Linked DNA regions of Urocitellus parryii: region 2 is linked to region 1. A link is a contact called in public Hi-C data. All regions are on one chromosome and are shown on one strand. The core of a region is the stretch at or near the end of the contact, and the rest is flanking DNA. Distances in the headings are between cores, read along the strand shown. Region 1 holds the start of Znf624 (zinc finger protein 624). Region 2 holds the start of Tvp23c (trans-golgi network vesicle protein 23 homolog C).

Evidence for each region. A called contact is a pair of places that touch in the nucleus more often than the background predicts.
Region 2: a contact with region 1 is called in a Hi-C map of muscle, with 6 times the contacts expected there. The contact joins the promoter of Tvp23c here to the promoter of Znf624 in region 1. A contact is called at or near these places in 2 of 2 Hi-C or Micro-C datasets (liver and muscle).

What each region holds. Positions count from the first base shown.
Region 1 is chr7:122,544,269-122,552,156 of mUroPar1.hap1, forward strand. Znf624 (zinc finger protein 624) reads right to left here and starts at 5,128. Exons shown (of 6, transcript XM_026409424.2): 1 at 5,048-5,128; 2 at 635-721. The coding sequence starts at 667. It also overlaps the pseudogene LOC113197186.
Region 2 is chr7:122,681,652-122,689,539 of mUroPar1.hap1, forward strand. It overlaps Tvp23c (trans-golgi network vesicle protein 23 homolog C), which reads left to right and starts at 4,774. Exons shown (of 7, transcript XM_026409422.2): 1 at 4,774-4,909. The coding sequence starts at 4,898. It overlaps Fbxw10b (F-box and WD repeat domain containing 10B), which reads left to right. Exons shown (of 12, transcript XM_077800944.1): 12 at 1,746-2,566. The coding sequence ends at 2,566.

The DNA.
Region 1 (7,888 bases), core at 3,878-6,377:
TTATCCTCATAAGTTTCCACGGCCAATTTAGATAACACTAATACTTCATTTCTTTACTTGTATAGCACTCGTCTTTTATCATATTGCTACACAACAATCATTCACCCAAATTACATAACCACTTTTTTTAAATGCTATACTGAGACTGTGAACTCTTTACAGCCAACCACTGTGTCTTACATACTTTTTTTCTGGTTGACTACTTCTTTATGGGTAGAAAATGGGAGATCACTGAGAGTGGACACATGATTCAAGTGTGTGTGTCCACATATTTTGTTTCCCCAAATTTCCCCAATTGAAAAATATTCCATTATACTACTCCATAAATACCTGAAATTTTCTGGGAACAGTTCAAATTTAACCTCAAAAGTGAACTGCCAAGACTAGTTATCATATCTAAATGTAGCCCAAATATTTTTGGAAAGGCCCAATGTCCTTAAATTTGGTTCAATAAGTATAATGAATCCTTTTAAAGATTATAACTTTTGCTAAGATTGACCCAATTTTAATGGGTCATACAGTTTGGTTCTCTTTCTATAAAGAGGGTGAGTAAGTAAGAAAAGTATGTGATTTAGAAAACTTAGACAAGCTCTGAAAACAAAAGAGCAATCAGAAATGGAGGAGAATGACTTACCAAAGGTCCAACTGCAAAAAACACAGCAGCCATAATCTCTGCTTCTCAGTCCCCCTCTCTTGAAAGAGGAGAGTCCCACAAAGACATCTGAGGAAGAGAAATAAGCTATGAAAACCAAGTCTGCCTTGGGTATTTCAGATTCACTGACTTGGAATTCTAACATAGTGAGCATGATAATCTTAAGGGCATAGGAGAGCAACCCCCACAATCCACAAAGGACAAAGATCTTGAGATCTTAATACTATTGAGTGCAGTCATAGCTAGCAGATCAAATATTGTACAAGGAACTTTAAATCTTCACATCAAACCCATAGTGTGTGTGTGTGTGTGTGTGTGTGTGTGTGTGTGTATATTTTTTTTTCATAGATGAGGAAACTGAGGCCTAGAAAATACAAACTACATTTAATTTAATTCCCAAATCCACATTTTTCTACTAAATCAACTTGCACTGTAAAGTCACAAAAAAAAGTGCAATCATTCTTTGCCACAATCACCTACTCATTTTAACAATGAAATATTTTAAGAATCTCTTTTTCTGACCTTTTCTGGAAGAGTCAATTTCCTAAAATTTGCAGAGACCTCAGAGTCATGTAAAAAGTAGTATAACTTCAAAATTTAAATATTAAAAACTTTGACTTGCCCCCTCTCCATCTCATACTCAAATAAATTTTATCTGCCCTTTCTATATCAGGCAAACTCAAATGAAAAGGAAACAGGAATAATGATAATGGAAGAGAAAGTGTAATTCAATATACAAAGCCTTAAGCAATAGTACTTTTATACTGGGAAAAAATTTTGCCTAGTAAAGATTTTACACTGTGGAGAAGTAACGGGGCAGAGGCTTTATTTAGGTGTGCCTGGCACTGATTCTGCTTTCCCACTTTTAGAAGAAACTCAATAGAATACATTCTCTAACTATGGTACAGTAGAATTACAAATGTAAACGAAAGTCTGAAGTGGAAAAAACTTGTCACTTGAAAATTAAAAGTAGCACCTTAGTAGAAACAAAGAAAAAATGTCATTGCTGGTGAGTTAGCAAAATGAGGGTATTAAAGATGAAATATGCCAGATATCTGCCAAAGTTATAAAGAAATTCAATTCATGGCCCTAAATATTTCCAATAACATTTTTAAAAAAGAATGAACAGAGTAAGCATCCAACTAAAGAAGAACAATAACAAATAAGCAATAAATAAAGAGGAAGAAATATTAAAAGAAGAAACTAATGAATAAGAAAACAAACATCTGAAAAAGCCAGTAGCTAATTCTCCAAGTAATAAAATATATGTCACTGGTTGGTCAAAGGAAGTAAGAAAACAAAGTCAATAAACCAAAAATAGAAACGGGAAAGTAGTTATAGCAAGCACTTTAAATTGTTTACCAGTAAAAATAAAATTTTCCAAAGAAAATTTTCCAAATTTATTTTCAAAAATTTCTTAAAACAGAAAGGGCAAGAACCCTAAGTAGCCAATACAGAAAATGCAGCAAAGATGGCTAGTTGCGTGGCAACATCCAGTCCACCTTTCGATCTGGCAAAAACTTGAACTCTTAGGTAGCAACGAGCAACCCAGCTAAAGACATTTCCCAGCCTCCCTTGAGCCAGGTGTGGATGTCAATAAATTATGGCAAAAGGGATCTGAATAAAAGATGCATTCAACTTTCAGGTCACATTTTTAAAAGGGAGCTACTTGCCTTCCACTTCTTACTTTCCCTTATCCACTGGTGACACTAAAAGAATGAACCAGCTTCTATCACAGAAAGGACAATGCCCCCTGGACAATCTGGAGCAAAAAGGAACCTGGGTTACTAGATGATCTAAAAATCAGAGTTGCCTACTCCCACCTACTTCATCACTACTTGCCAACTATCAATTCAGATTATTGTAATGAGAAATAAGCTATCTTTCTTGTTGGAACCACTACTATATGGACTCTGTTAAAGCTGCTGAATTAATTTCTAACATAGTGAAATACATTTAAAAAGTCTAAACTTATCAGGGAAATATCAAGGAGCAGAGTTTAGTTAAACAGAAAATATTTGAACATCTTAGGAATGTACAGTAGTCTGCTTCATGATATTGGGTTTCACAAGGCACAATAAAATTTTTGATATGAAGAAAAAATTAAGAAGTTGATAGAAGAAAAACACTGCAGTGTGGAGATAAGCCCAGGGTTAAAAAAAAAAAAAAAAGTCATCTGGGGGATTCCCACAGAGTCTCAAGGTTACCAACAAAATGGTATTCCCTTATACCAATATTCTCTAGATTTAAGGTTTTTGATCCCTTTGGAAAGTTAATGAATATTATCAATCTTCTCCCAGAAGACTCCCACATAGAATAAGGAGGGTGATAAATCTTATGATGCTTATTAAGAAGGAAATATTGCCTGGCATAGTGGCACATGCCTGTAATCCCAGCAACTCGGGAGGCTGAGTCAGGAGGATCTTGAGTTCAAAGCCAGACTTCACAAAAGTGAGGCACTTAGCAACTCACTGAGACCCTGTCTCTAAATAAAATACAAAATAGAGTTGGGGATGTGGCTTAGTGGTTGAGTACCCCACCCCCAAATAAAAGGAAATTCCTTGGTTCCATCCAAGATACAAATAAGGATCTCTACCTCATGTGACAGGCACAAAAATCTACACTTTTAACAAGTACCTCAGGTTCTTACCTTAAGAAATATTATCTTGAGGCCAATTTCTGAACCTCAAATTAAAAACTCTTTACACACTTCAAAATCCAAGTGAAATGTGTTTTACCAAGAGGCAAGGTCAATATGTTTTACTCTAGAGCACAGGCAAGGTGTGGTGTTGCAGGAGTTACCTGGGCTGAGTTTCTGCATCAATCAAGGTGTTTCTTATTATACTACATAACACCGGTACAACCTAACTTCTGAAGAAGAGGTTACAGACCCATTTGAGAATCTGACCTTGTCTCAGAATAATGCACATGCATATATGATGTTGCATGGTATTTCAGGGTACATGAAGATTGACTGTTCCCCACAAGCCTATTCACTGACCTCCAAGTGAAGAGGCTCAGTTTTACAAGGCTGCAAAGAAAAAAGTGAGCTAAGACAAATAATCAACATAAATTATTTTTTCTCTAAACACTAAAGCAGACCTACAAAGACTAGGTAGTGGTTTTATCAAGAATAACCTGAGCCATTATTTATTGTTTAAATTGGTAAAGATTTATCAACTCCTCTGCCATATGTCACATAGATTATGCTAGTAAAGTATATTTATCCAAACTGTAAAATAGACATCTTTTGTAATCAGAATAAATGATGATATTTATGACTGAATATATTCAGCTTTATCTTAATCATGCAAACATATGCATAACAAAAAAACATAATAAACAAAACAGAGAGACCCAAGACCTCTGATATGTGGGGCCTCAATATTTACCTATTTTTCTATACTTTCCAAGTAGACAATATAACCTATCTATATTTAAGTGGGATTTAAGTATGGAATAAAATCCCAAGGTAGCTGTCCATACCTCAGGTTTTAACCTTGATTTGGCTAACTTAGCAATGTGACATAAGCAAGTCAATGAGCACAATGAATTAGTTATTTGAAGATAACCACGTTACATGTTTGTACTTTTGACATCATGCAGAAGCTGTCTAGACCTATTATTTCCCCAGAATCATCATTTCCTTCACATTTTCTTTTTCCTGGTTGTTTTGATTGCACCCAAGCGCTGTCTTTCTGAGCACTGCAGAATTATCAAGAGACTTTAGGAGAAACTTCCCTTGCTGTGATTCTTAAGCCAGTGTAGGTACTTTTTCAAAATAATAATAATAAAGTTTCCACATTCTTACTGAGAACTTCAGCGTCCCCGACTATTCCAGCATTTCCCAAAAACATACGCCCGCAAAGAAAAGCTGCCACGGTTAACTGGCGAGCACAGCACAGGTCACCAATGTGAAACCCTGCTCCACCTCGGCCAGTTCGGAAGCCAGGGCGGAAGTCCTCTGACCCGTCTCGCCCTCTTAATTGCCCTTCTCGGCCATTCCGGGGTCCCGCTCCTCACAGAAGCAAAGATACGGGCCTGGGAAGACCGTTGGGCGCGGGCAGGGGCCGGTCATCCTCGTGGAACCGCAGCGCGAGCCCTGCGCCGGGGATCATAACCCCTTGTGGCGAGGCCCTGCCAAGTCCGCGGGGAACGTTCCCCGAGTCTGACCCGCGAAGAGACCATAGGTCGTGCGGACAGCCCTACGATAGGGCCGGGTGAGACCGGGCCCACCCCCGGGCAGGAGGCCCAGCCCCAAACGTCTCTCCGCGGGGTGGGAGGGCCCCAGTCTGGGGCTGGGGAGGAAGCGGCCACGCCCCGGACGCTGCGGGGACCCAAGCGCCAGGGGAGGGGCGGCGTCAGTCGGGGCCTGACGCCCCGGGCAGTGAGTACCTGGCGGCCGCAATGAGCACAACTGAGGGCTCTCGCAGAGCAGGGTGGGAACGCGTCCAGCAATGGCGCCCGCTCGACTGGGTCGGCCTCCAGGCAGGCCAGTGCGCCTGCGCAGCCGGGACGCTGGAACTACAGTGCCCAGAATCCTCAGCGCCGGAGCAGTGCCCAGTACCCTCTCGGTCCCTTCTTCTGCGTTTATGAAGGATTTATTTACTGATGCTTTGGGTGACCTAAAAAAAAAAAAAAAAAAAAAAAACTCCATCAGGTTGAGAACACATATGTTGAGGGGCCATGAGTGTAATAAGCGCTAGTACTAGACATTACTAACTCAGACTGATGACAGGACCCTGGCCATAGAACAAGGCATCCTATAAACTTAGTTCAAAACCTCAGGCGCCTGTAGAGTTGATAGATTTGTGTCCAAGCTTTTGCTCTTTTTCCATTCAAGTTCTTGACCAGGAAAAAAAAAAAAAGTCGATAATGCCCTCATTATAATTTTGGGTCTTTGAGGACATGTACAAGAGGGAATACTCAGCTGCTAAATCCAAGGTTGAGAAGAAGGAGAAGTTTCTTGCTACTGTTGCAAAACCTGTCGGTGGTGACAAGAATGGAGGTACCAGGGTGGTTAAGCTTCGCAAAATGCCTAGATACTACCCGACTGAAGATGTGCTGCGAAAGCTGTTTAGCCACGGCAAGAAACCTTTCAGTCAGCACGTGAGAAAGCTGCGAGCCAGCATCACTCCTGGGACCATCCTGATCATCCTCACTGGACGCCACAGAGAGTGGTTTTTTCTGAAGCAGCTGAGCAGTGGCTTGCTACTTGTGACAGGACCTCTTTTCCTCAATCGAGTTCCTCTGCGTGGAACACACCAGATATTTGTTACCACTCCCTCCGCAAAGATTGATATCAGCAATGTGAAAATCCCAAAACACCTCACTGATGCTTATTTCAAGAAGCAGCAGTTGAGGAAGTCCAGACATCAGGAAGGTGAAATCTTCAACACAGAGAAAGAGAAATACGAGATCATAGAGCAGTGCAAGTTTGATCAGAAAGCTGTGGCTTCACAAATTTTACCCTAAATCAAAGCTATCCCTCAGCCCCAGGGCTCCGTTTTATCCTCACAAACTGGTGTTCTAATTTCTTACCAAGAACCTAACTAAATAACTGATACATTAAAAAAAACAACAACAACAACAACAATCATTTGGGGTCTTTGAATCATAGTTTCCTTTTTCAGTTCATCTAAATAATAATTATAGTAATAATAAGTCATGATTTCCCTGGCCCCAATTCCATGACTTCAATGTCCAAAACCATATTCTCCATGGATGGTCAAACAGAACCCTTAAGGACACCACAGCTGCTTCCTCAATAATGGGACTATTTCCTCTCTAACCCATTCCTACTCCTGTGTGTGTTGGATTCCATAAGACCTCTTTCTTCTGCTTTGTGTACAATGCCTAAGCATGGTCAGCCCTTCCAGATGAGGATCTTCAGGGAAATGTGAATCTCAGTAAAACTGAACATTGCAAAAAACAAAACAAAACAAAAACTGGATTCTGCATGAGTTCAAAGAAAAAAGGATCCTGTGGATACCTTTATAGAAATTATCAAAGGGGAAATGCAAGTGGAAAATTGAACTTCTGGACATCACAAGTACAACATCAAAACTTAAATTAGACTGAATTTAAAGCAATTGAGATATTGCAAAAGAAAAGATTAGTGAAATGAAAGACATACTAATAAAAACAGCACCAAAAAAAAAAAAACAGAGGAAAAAGATGGAAAAAAGAACAAAGATATTCCTTGTTAAAAAAAAAATCTATCAGGAGACAGTGAAAAACACATTTAAAGCACTGAAAGAAAACTATCAGCCTGGAAATGTATACCCATCAAAATATTTTTCATAAATAAAGGTGACCTTGAAGTGGAATAGATGGAGTAAACACACACCGTTCCGTACACCTTCCACTTAGTAAAGCTAAAAACTCTGTAAAACAAAGATAAGTTGAACAGAAGGCAGTCCAACTAGGGATTTTGTAAGCACAGGAAAAACATGGTGAGTTTCCTGGTTTTTTTGTTTGTGTTTTCATTATATCTCCTGGCCTGATCCTGAAAAAACTGGCAACCTGAATTGTCAATGGGTTCTGGCAAAGAAAAAAAAAAGAATAAAGAAAGAAAAAAAGAAAAACAAGGAAGAAAGAAAGAAAGATCTGCTTTCTCTGGTGAAAGGACTGAGAAAAGGGCAATCTCACATGATAGAAAACCTAAACAATACCCACTCTGCTGCAACCAAATATCACAGACAAAAATGGTGGTTGTTTTAGTCAGTGGTTGTTTTTGCCACTGTCATTAAAGGACCCAACCAGCACAATTACAGAGGAGGAAATTTTTATTTGAGGGCTCACAGTTTCAGAGGTCTTATTCCAGAGAAGGCTGGCTCCACTCCGCGGGGGGGGGGGGGCACAATATCATGGTGGAAGAATTTCAAAGAGGGAAGCAGCTCACATGGCAATCAGAAACGAGGGAGAGAGAGAGAGAGAGAGAGAGAGAGAGAGAGAGAGAGAGAGAGAGAATATCTCCACTTGCCAAATATATAACCCAAAGCCAAGCCCCAATTCCCACCTCTTCTAGCCATTCCTTACCACTTCAGTTACCACTCAGTTAATCCCCATCAGGGGATTAATTCACTGGATGGGTTAAGACTCTTACAACCCAATCGTTTCTGCTCTGAACCTTCTTGCAGTGAAACTGGGAAGAATTTACACCACGTGAGCCTTTGGGGGACACCTCACAACCAAAACAATAACTGTGGTCCCACTACATTCTCATTAGCAAAG
Region 2 (7,888 bases), core at 3,524-6,023, 140 kb after region 1:
AAGGTAAGATGAAAACACCTCAATTTCATGAGGGCATCCTTATATATACCTGTCTATGTACCTGCACAGGTCTACCTGTATGGTAAAATCCTAGGAGTGAAATTGCTGATCCAAACGATAAGTGCACTTAAAAACTATAAAGATAGCTGGGCATGGTGGAAAATGCCTGTAATTCTAGCAGCTTAGCAGGCTGAGGCAGGAGGATCACAAGTTCAAAGCCAGCCTCAGCAAAAGCGAGGAGCTAAGCAACTCAGTGAGACCCTGTCTCTAAGTAAAATACAAAATAGGACTGGGGATGTGGCTCAGTGGTTGAGTGCCCCTGAGTTCAATCCCTGGCACCCCCACCCCCAAAAAACTATATATTGCCATGGTTTTCCTTAAAAATTTGGTATCAATTTATAGTCCCACTAAGCATGAGAGCTTCCCCCCACATTCATACCAACTCTGGGTGTTATCTATCACCTTGTACTTGCTTATATAAGTAAAAGTGGTATTTGCATTTCTTTAACAAGCATTAACAAGCCAAATGTCCATCAGTGGATGATGGATGAGTAGATAATTAAAAATCCATACTATGGATATTACATGATAACTCAAAATTTTATGATGAGGATTTATATATGTATTGACTTTGAAAGAGATCCACCATGTATTATTATGTGAAAAAAGATGAGTTAATGAACAATGAACTTACCATCATCCCTGTTTTATAAAAGGAGAAAAATTCAGTTTCATATGTTTTAAATAAAAATTGCTTAATTAACAAAGTAAAGATCAGGGAACAATCCTGAAGTTTCATTCCATCTTAATCTGTGTACTTGAGGATAAAACCTGTTTGACCAAGGTAACTATATGCATAGTACATGGTTACATTTTATGTGCTAGTGTAGTTTGGGGTTTAGAGCTTTTTCCTTGGTAGCTGCCAGATTAGACAAATAATTTCTATTTTTTAATTTCTATTTTTTTAAAAATTGAGAATGAGGATATTTCCAGTGTTTCTGTGAGGTATTATAGGGAATGAAAAGCCCACATGGGAGATACAATAGGTTTGTTCATCTGTGAAGACATATTTGGTAATTTAGTGGTTTTAGACATTTGGAGATCTTGACACTAAAGTGATATACTGGAAGCATTCTGTTGCTCTAGCCACTGGCTTTTGAACCTGCTGTTATTGTTTGGAAATTTTGGGGAACTTCTCTTTAAGAGCCTGTTTTTATCACTTTGTGATGTTTTGCATTAACCAGGAGTGACATATTCTTTGAAGGCAGGTCTGATTTTAGGAAAAATTCAAATCAATTGGAATCAAATCTGATTAATAAGGTAGAGATCAAAGTTGGCAATACAATCATTGTTGAAAAACATTAGACACATTATTATAAATTTATGTGATCTGTTTTGTGGGAATTATAAAAGAGAAACTTCCCCATAAGAAAATTTTGAAAAGGTGTGGAACAGTGCAATCACATTTGTTGCCTTCAAAATATGCACATCCAGAAGCTAATATACACTTTATACAAGCATTGGCATATTCATTAAGAACTCATTTTGTTACATGATATCTGGTGTCATCATTTCTGATATCATCATATCATCAGGGACAATTGTCTAAATGATGACATGCCTGTTGGGCAATAAGACCTCAGTGTTGTAGTAATTAGAATGGTTTTCACTTTCTTGTACAAATACTTAATTTTTTCATGGAATGCTGTTTTTGCTTTTGTTTCCCATTTTTCCTTTTGTAAAAGATGATGTGGAAAAGGTACAAGAACAGGGAAAACTGGAAACTCGTGGAGAATTGATGAGTCGCTTGAAGTCAAAGTCCTGGAAAACCCCTATTTCACCTGACCGGTTCCTCCTGACTGTCAGTGCTCTACAAAGAGCCCATAATTCTGGGGAATTTGCCTATCCCCATAGGCCCCAAACCCAAGTCCTTAGTGCCTGGGGACCTTCAATTTCATATCCAAGGAAGGTCCTGAATTTCAAAGGAAAATCAATCCAACATGCAGTTGATCGCTTGAGAATCAACAATCATCCCATAGATGTGAAACAAACTAGTACTCCCTTTGAAGTCCAGAAACTGCAGCCCAACTTGAAGAAATCTTTGCATAGTCCCAGAGTCCTGTCCACCGTACCCCAGCCCATGATTATCCGCTCTAGGTTTTCTGACAGATTAAAGAGTGAAGATCAAATAACCAGTTCAATTGAAGGGGCAGTGCCCAGTATGGGGCCCCTGACCAGCACGCAGGTCATTAAGCCAAATCATCTGCTGGCTTCCCGACTGGGCACAGCTACCCTGTCTCTCCAGAGAGAAAGGCCTCGCTTCTACACAACCCTGGATCCCCTTCGAATGAACACTGAATTCATGCTGTTGACGGTAAAAGAGGAAAAAGAGTATGGGGAAGCCATGATGAAGGAATATCAGGCCAGCGAACCCACAAGAGTAGATGATCCAGGAAAATCCAGGAAAGCTGCATGGATCCGGAAGGTCAAAGGTTTGCCCATTGATAATTTCATGAAGCCAGGGAAAACAGCAGCCCCTGAACTTGGACAAAATATGTTTATCTAAACCAACCTCAGGAAATTACAATGTCTTAAAGAAACAGAAAACTAGGTAGGTTTGGGTAGTTTTTTTTTTTTTTTTTAATTCCCTGGCAAGTAATGTGAAAGCTCCTAATTATCTTCTTGTGATCAAAGGATTGCTAAAACAGTAAGAACACAGAAGGACTGGCAGATATTGGCATCTGCATTCCCACTGGAAACCACTTTGCGAGACTTAGGGAAGTCCAATGTCATCGAGTGGGGTAGAGAGGTGATCACTGGAAATGAGATATACTCATTACTACCAATTTCATGCTATGATTCTTCCTATCAAATGAAATGATGGTGAGGTAAGGAAAGAGGCAGAGTAGGAAAATGGTAAGAGTCAGTCAGAGGATGGACGCCAGGACCACCGTTTGAGTTATGTTTCATCACTTGATGTGCTCTAGCAAGTCAAACAACATCTGTTTTCCAAACGGAACAAAAGGCTCCATTCTTACAAAAATGACAACTATGCAATTCAGCCTGAGCATGCACATATGACAAAATCTCAAGGACAGGTTACAGGGGGCCAGTCAACTTCTTCTCAGGTGCCTTTAAAAGAAGGGATGTCAAGAGACCATGGAGGCACTCTTGCTCCTCCCATACTCTGTTGGGAACTTTCTTACACTTCTGAACCATAACCTCTTTAATAAATTTCTGCTTATCTTGGGATTCATGGTGTTCATTCTTTGACTCTGTGGAACATGGACCCAATCTGGATTTCTACCTTGTGTAACAATAGAATTTATCAGGATAATATATTGAAATTTATTGGCATTTTTTTAATGAAAGTCCAATGAATCTCAAGAATCTAAAAGAGGTAAACGTTCACCAATTTGACATTTGCATGCCTTTCCTTCTCAGAATTCTTTCAGAAGAAAATTAAGCATACATCCTTTGTACAAAGGGAGTCTTTAATATGAAGTGTGTTCAGGTTTCTACTTAAAACTTTGGAGGGTGGTGTCAGGGATCAGGGAAATAACTTAGAGGAGTGCAGCCCTCAAGGGTTGGGAGTAATGGCCCACTGGAGAGCTCAAATCCTGTACATATGGGACAGTTCCTACTCAGTGGCTCAGCATGGCCACATCTTTTGCTTCTTCAAGAAAAGTCAGAAATTCAAGTATTTTTTTCTGTCAAATGCCCTTTTTTTTTTAAAATGATGGTAATAAATTCAAATAGTATGCATAACAAAAGTAAAAATGACAAAGACAACTTCACAAAACCCCACAATTTTGAGGCACCAAAAACATGTCCATGGAGGGCTAGATACACACAGGTCATCTATCCACCTTTATGTGCAAGCATGCAGTTGCTTTGTCAAGCTTTCTCTCCTTGGGAAATAGGTGTGCATGGGGGTGGGGGGTAGGTGTCTTCACATTCAGATATTAGGTTTGAAATAGCACTACAAATAACTTTGTAAACATTTATGGTTTTAATGAAAAGAAGTCCCTCAAGTTCATCTGAGAATATACATTACCTCATGAACTTTCCAACATCAGTCTGACTTATGCCCGACAAAAGAATGCCATCATTCTAGTTTCAAAATTGACTTTTTTAAGGCCCCTGAACTTTAGGTCCAGGCAAGATCATTCCATCAATGGCTGGACTTAAAACACTAACCCTCTCCTATTCACTAAATACCCGGTAAGGATGCTATCGTCACTTCCACTTTAAGATCAAGGAAAAAAGTACAGAGAGGTTGATTATTTAATTGGTAATAAGGGCAGGAGGCTGAAATCCAGGCGCCCAAACGCCAGGTCGCACGTCGTCCTCAACCGTCATCAGGTTATTTCCATTGATTTGATTAACTTTTTATCCCTTCCCAAGGCCACCTTTACTTTTCCAATTGCTTCTAAAATTCAAAGCCCAAAAGTAATACTATTCAGAAATACAGGTCACTGTCAAATATTCCAACGAAGTTAAATGCCATGGAATAAAACCCGGCCCTCTGCATTCAGGGCATCGCCGCGAAACACGTTTCCCTTTAAGAAACCACGCAACTTTTCCTTAGCGCCAACTGTGGTAACGGGCTTCTTTCCCAGCGGGTTTTTGCTTCTACTCGGACCAGAACCCACCAGCATTTCTCGCCCTGCCCCGGATCGCCCCGCCCCGGAATAACCCCTTGCACCTCCCCTCCCGGTGTTGCTCCTCCCGCGAGACTCCTAGAAGCGGAAGTGTATCCGGGAAGCCAAGTCCGGCTAGGGCTGTACATGGGCCCCTCCCGGATTGTAGGGAAGAGGCCACGTAAGTTGCAGATCGGACTTGACAGCTGGTACGCTGACGTGGTTCCCGGAAGTGGGGTTGGCGCACGGTCGCCATGTTGTCTCAGGTGAGGGGCTGTGGGCGCGGAGAGCGGGTGGCCGAGGCTTGGCGGGTGGGGGGGTCCCTCCTGGAGGGTTTGTGGAGTGAGCCGGGCGCACAGGGGCGGTTGTGTTTGTATCCCCTCCGGCTGTCCGTCTTGAGGAAGAGCGGGGTGGGTGGGAGGGAATGGAGGACCGAGGGTAATTGTCCCGGAGTGTTCTGGGTGCTCGGAAGCCCTCGTAGAAGAAGTGACCCAGGAGTCGCCGAGCTCGGGAAGATTGGGGGTGTGGAGAGGAGAAGCCGGTCCTCAACCAACGCCCGGCGCTGGGCGGTTCCGATGCTAGGCTGCAGAAATGCTCTGTATGGTGGGGTGCGGGTGGTCTTTTTCCTCGGCCCTTCGTCGTGCACGCGAGGAGGTGAAAGGGGAGCGGCCTCCGGGCACCTCTTCAGTTCCCTTGTGACCTTCCCTGTAGGGGTGCCCTGCAATCCTGTAGGAATAGGAGCCGCTGGCAGAGCCTTGCGTTCAGGTAGCTGTTACCACATTAATATTGACTATCGCGTTTGTGCCCTTAAAATGTAATTGTGGTCCAGAGGTTTTCGACTGGAGATTAATAAGTGTAATTTAATAATGTCCCCCTTTAAAAAATTACTGTTTATAGGGTACTTCCATTTAGATTATATTAGTTTTTTTTTCTTTTGTTTCACAATTTACCGAGGAATTGTAGCTTAGGCACTGTTCTGGGTTCCAGGGATAGGGATGTGAAAAGTGTAGATAGGTTTCTTTTCCTGCATTGTCAGGTTCGGGTGGGTGGATTCAAGGAAATGAGGCATAAAGCAGGTAGGGAGGGGAGATGTGATAAGTAAAATAACCTAAGTTACTTTCAGATTATAATAGCAAAGTCGAGGTGATGAAATAGCGTGTATCTGAAGTTAGGATAACTAGGATTTATGGTCAGAAAAGACTACTACAGGGTGACTTGAGAAAATCCAGTGGTGATTTAAATTCAGCTCTGTAAATTTGCACCCAGGCTAATGAGGCTGAAGAAATAGACAAAACTATGTCAGTTGTTTCTACTTTATAAGTTTGTGATTGTGAACCTCAAATTAGTCTTTCATGCTGCCAGACAACCCTGCATTCTGTGCCAGCAACCTCCTTCTTTTGCAACTTGTGCACTAAAACTTTTCTCGGTCCTTCAACATTTCCTCCCTTGTCTTCTCTCAGCTGGTAATCTTGCTTCTTGTTTCACTGAGAAATGGAAGTAATTACAAAAGAATTTTCATACCACCTGCCTACCTATTTGCATTTTTACCCATAATTGCACTTGTATTTTATAATTGAACTGTCTGTGCTTTATTTTTGACCATCCCCTTCTGCCCATTGCAAAGCATTGTTGCAGCAGTTCTTTTATCTTGCATTGCCAGTCCCCTCCCCTCACCCTCAAATTGATAAGCTAGTTCACATTTGCATGTAAACATGCTTTAATTTCTCCTGTCTTCAACAATAAAAACTTATGCCCACATAGCCTTTCAACTGTCACCCCATTCTGTCAGTTCTAGTCAGCTTTTCGACCCCTTCCCCGTCTGTTCTGAAACTGATCTTATTGAGGTCAACTGTTCAAAATATAGTAGTCACTTTGGTTTTCATTTTACTTGTTAAGAACATCTGACAAAATTGAATTCTCCTGGAAACACTTCCTGGGCCTTCCAGATCATTACCTTCTCTTGGGTTACCCACCACTCTTTTTAGTACTACTCCTTAGTTCCCACTGTTTATTCTCACATTTTTTACTCAAAATATTGGAGTGTCCAGAGTCTATATTTGGCATCTCCTTTTAACTATTCAGACAAAAACTTTGGAATCTTCCTTGACATTTTACCTATATTAACTCCATATTTAGCCCATCAGGTAATCCTGTCAGTTCTTAAGTATTTGGAATCTGCCCACTTTTCACCATCTCCACAGCATTTACCCTGGAACAGCCCCTTACTTCTTGGCTTCATTTTTTGAGTAGGCTCCCAACCAGTTTTCTAGTTTTATGCTTTTATTTCTTCCCCTACCCTCTTTACCCTCCAGATTCTTCATACAGCAGCAGGAATTTTCTTAGGAGTCTGAATGTGTTAGTCCATTGCTCATAATACTAAAGGTTACCCCTCTCAAATTTTTTTATATAGTTCTTATACTCATATCTTAATGTGCTGAAAATCAGACTTTTTAATTTACCCCCAAATCTGTTATACACATGTTTTTTTTACTATAGTAAATATAACTTGAGAATGCAGAACTAATAACTGCAAGATGGAGAGGAGGTGGGGAAGGGAAGCGCTTTTGAGTAGAAAAAAATGAAAATATGAAAGAAAGGTAGGAGAGACCATATAGTAAATGTATTGCTGCAGGATCTAGTGGGAGAGAGTGTTGGAAGATTAGTAGGAGATCATGTGATGTGTGCTTTATGTGAAGAAGTTATTTTATCCTGTATGTGGAGGGGCACAATTGAAAAGTTTTAGCAGGGTAGTGACATGATATGATTTCCATGGTGGATGATTGCTCTGTGGGTTATGTGGAGAAGAGACTAGAATGGAGTAGTGGGAATGAGACTAGAAATAAAGGCAGGGAGGCTGGTGAGTGGCACTAGGAAGGCACAGTGAGCAGGGTTGTGGTTGAGGCTTAACAGGAGTAGAAATAGGTTAGACTATGAACCACTCTTGAGAATCCTACATCTGTGAAGAAAGGAGTGCAGTGGGAAAGTAGAAGACAGGGGATCAGGGTTTTTAAAATCTTTTTTTGCGCTGTAAGTGGCACTTGAAGAAGTTTATATTCTTAAAAAGACTCGGTAAAAATGTATAAAGACACAAGAAAGTATAAATAAAATGATGGAAAGCTTCTGAGGAAGCATGAAAAAGGAGTATAAGCACAAATAGTGGGTTTAGCCAGCTATTATCAGATAATAGCATTGTGAGGAGTCATGGAAATAAGGATGTGTCAGATGGTTTTGTGAAGGAGCCAAAA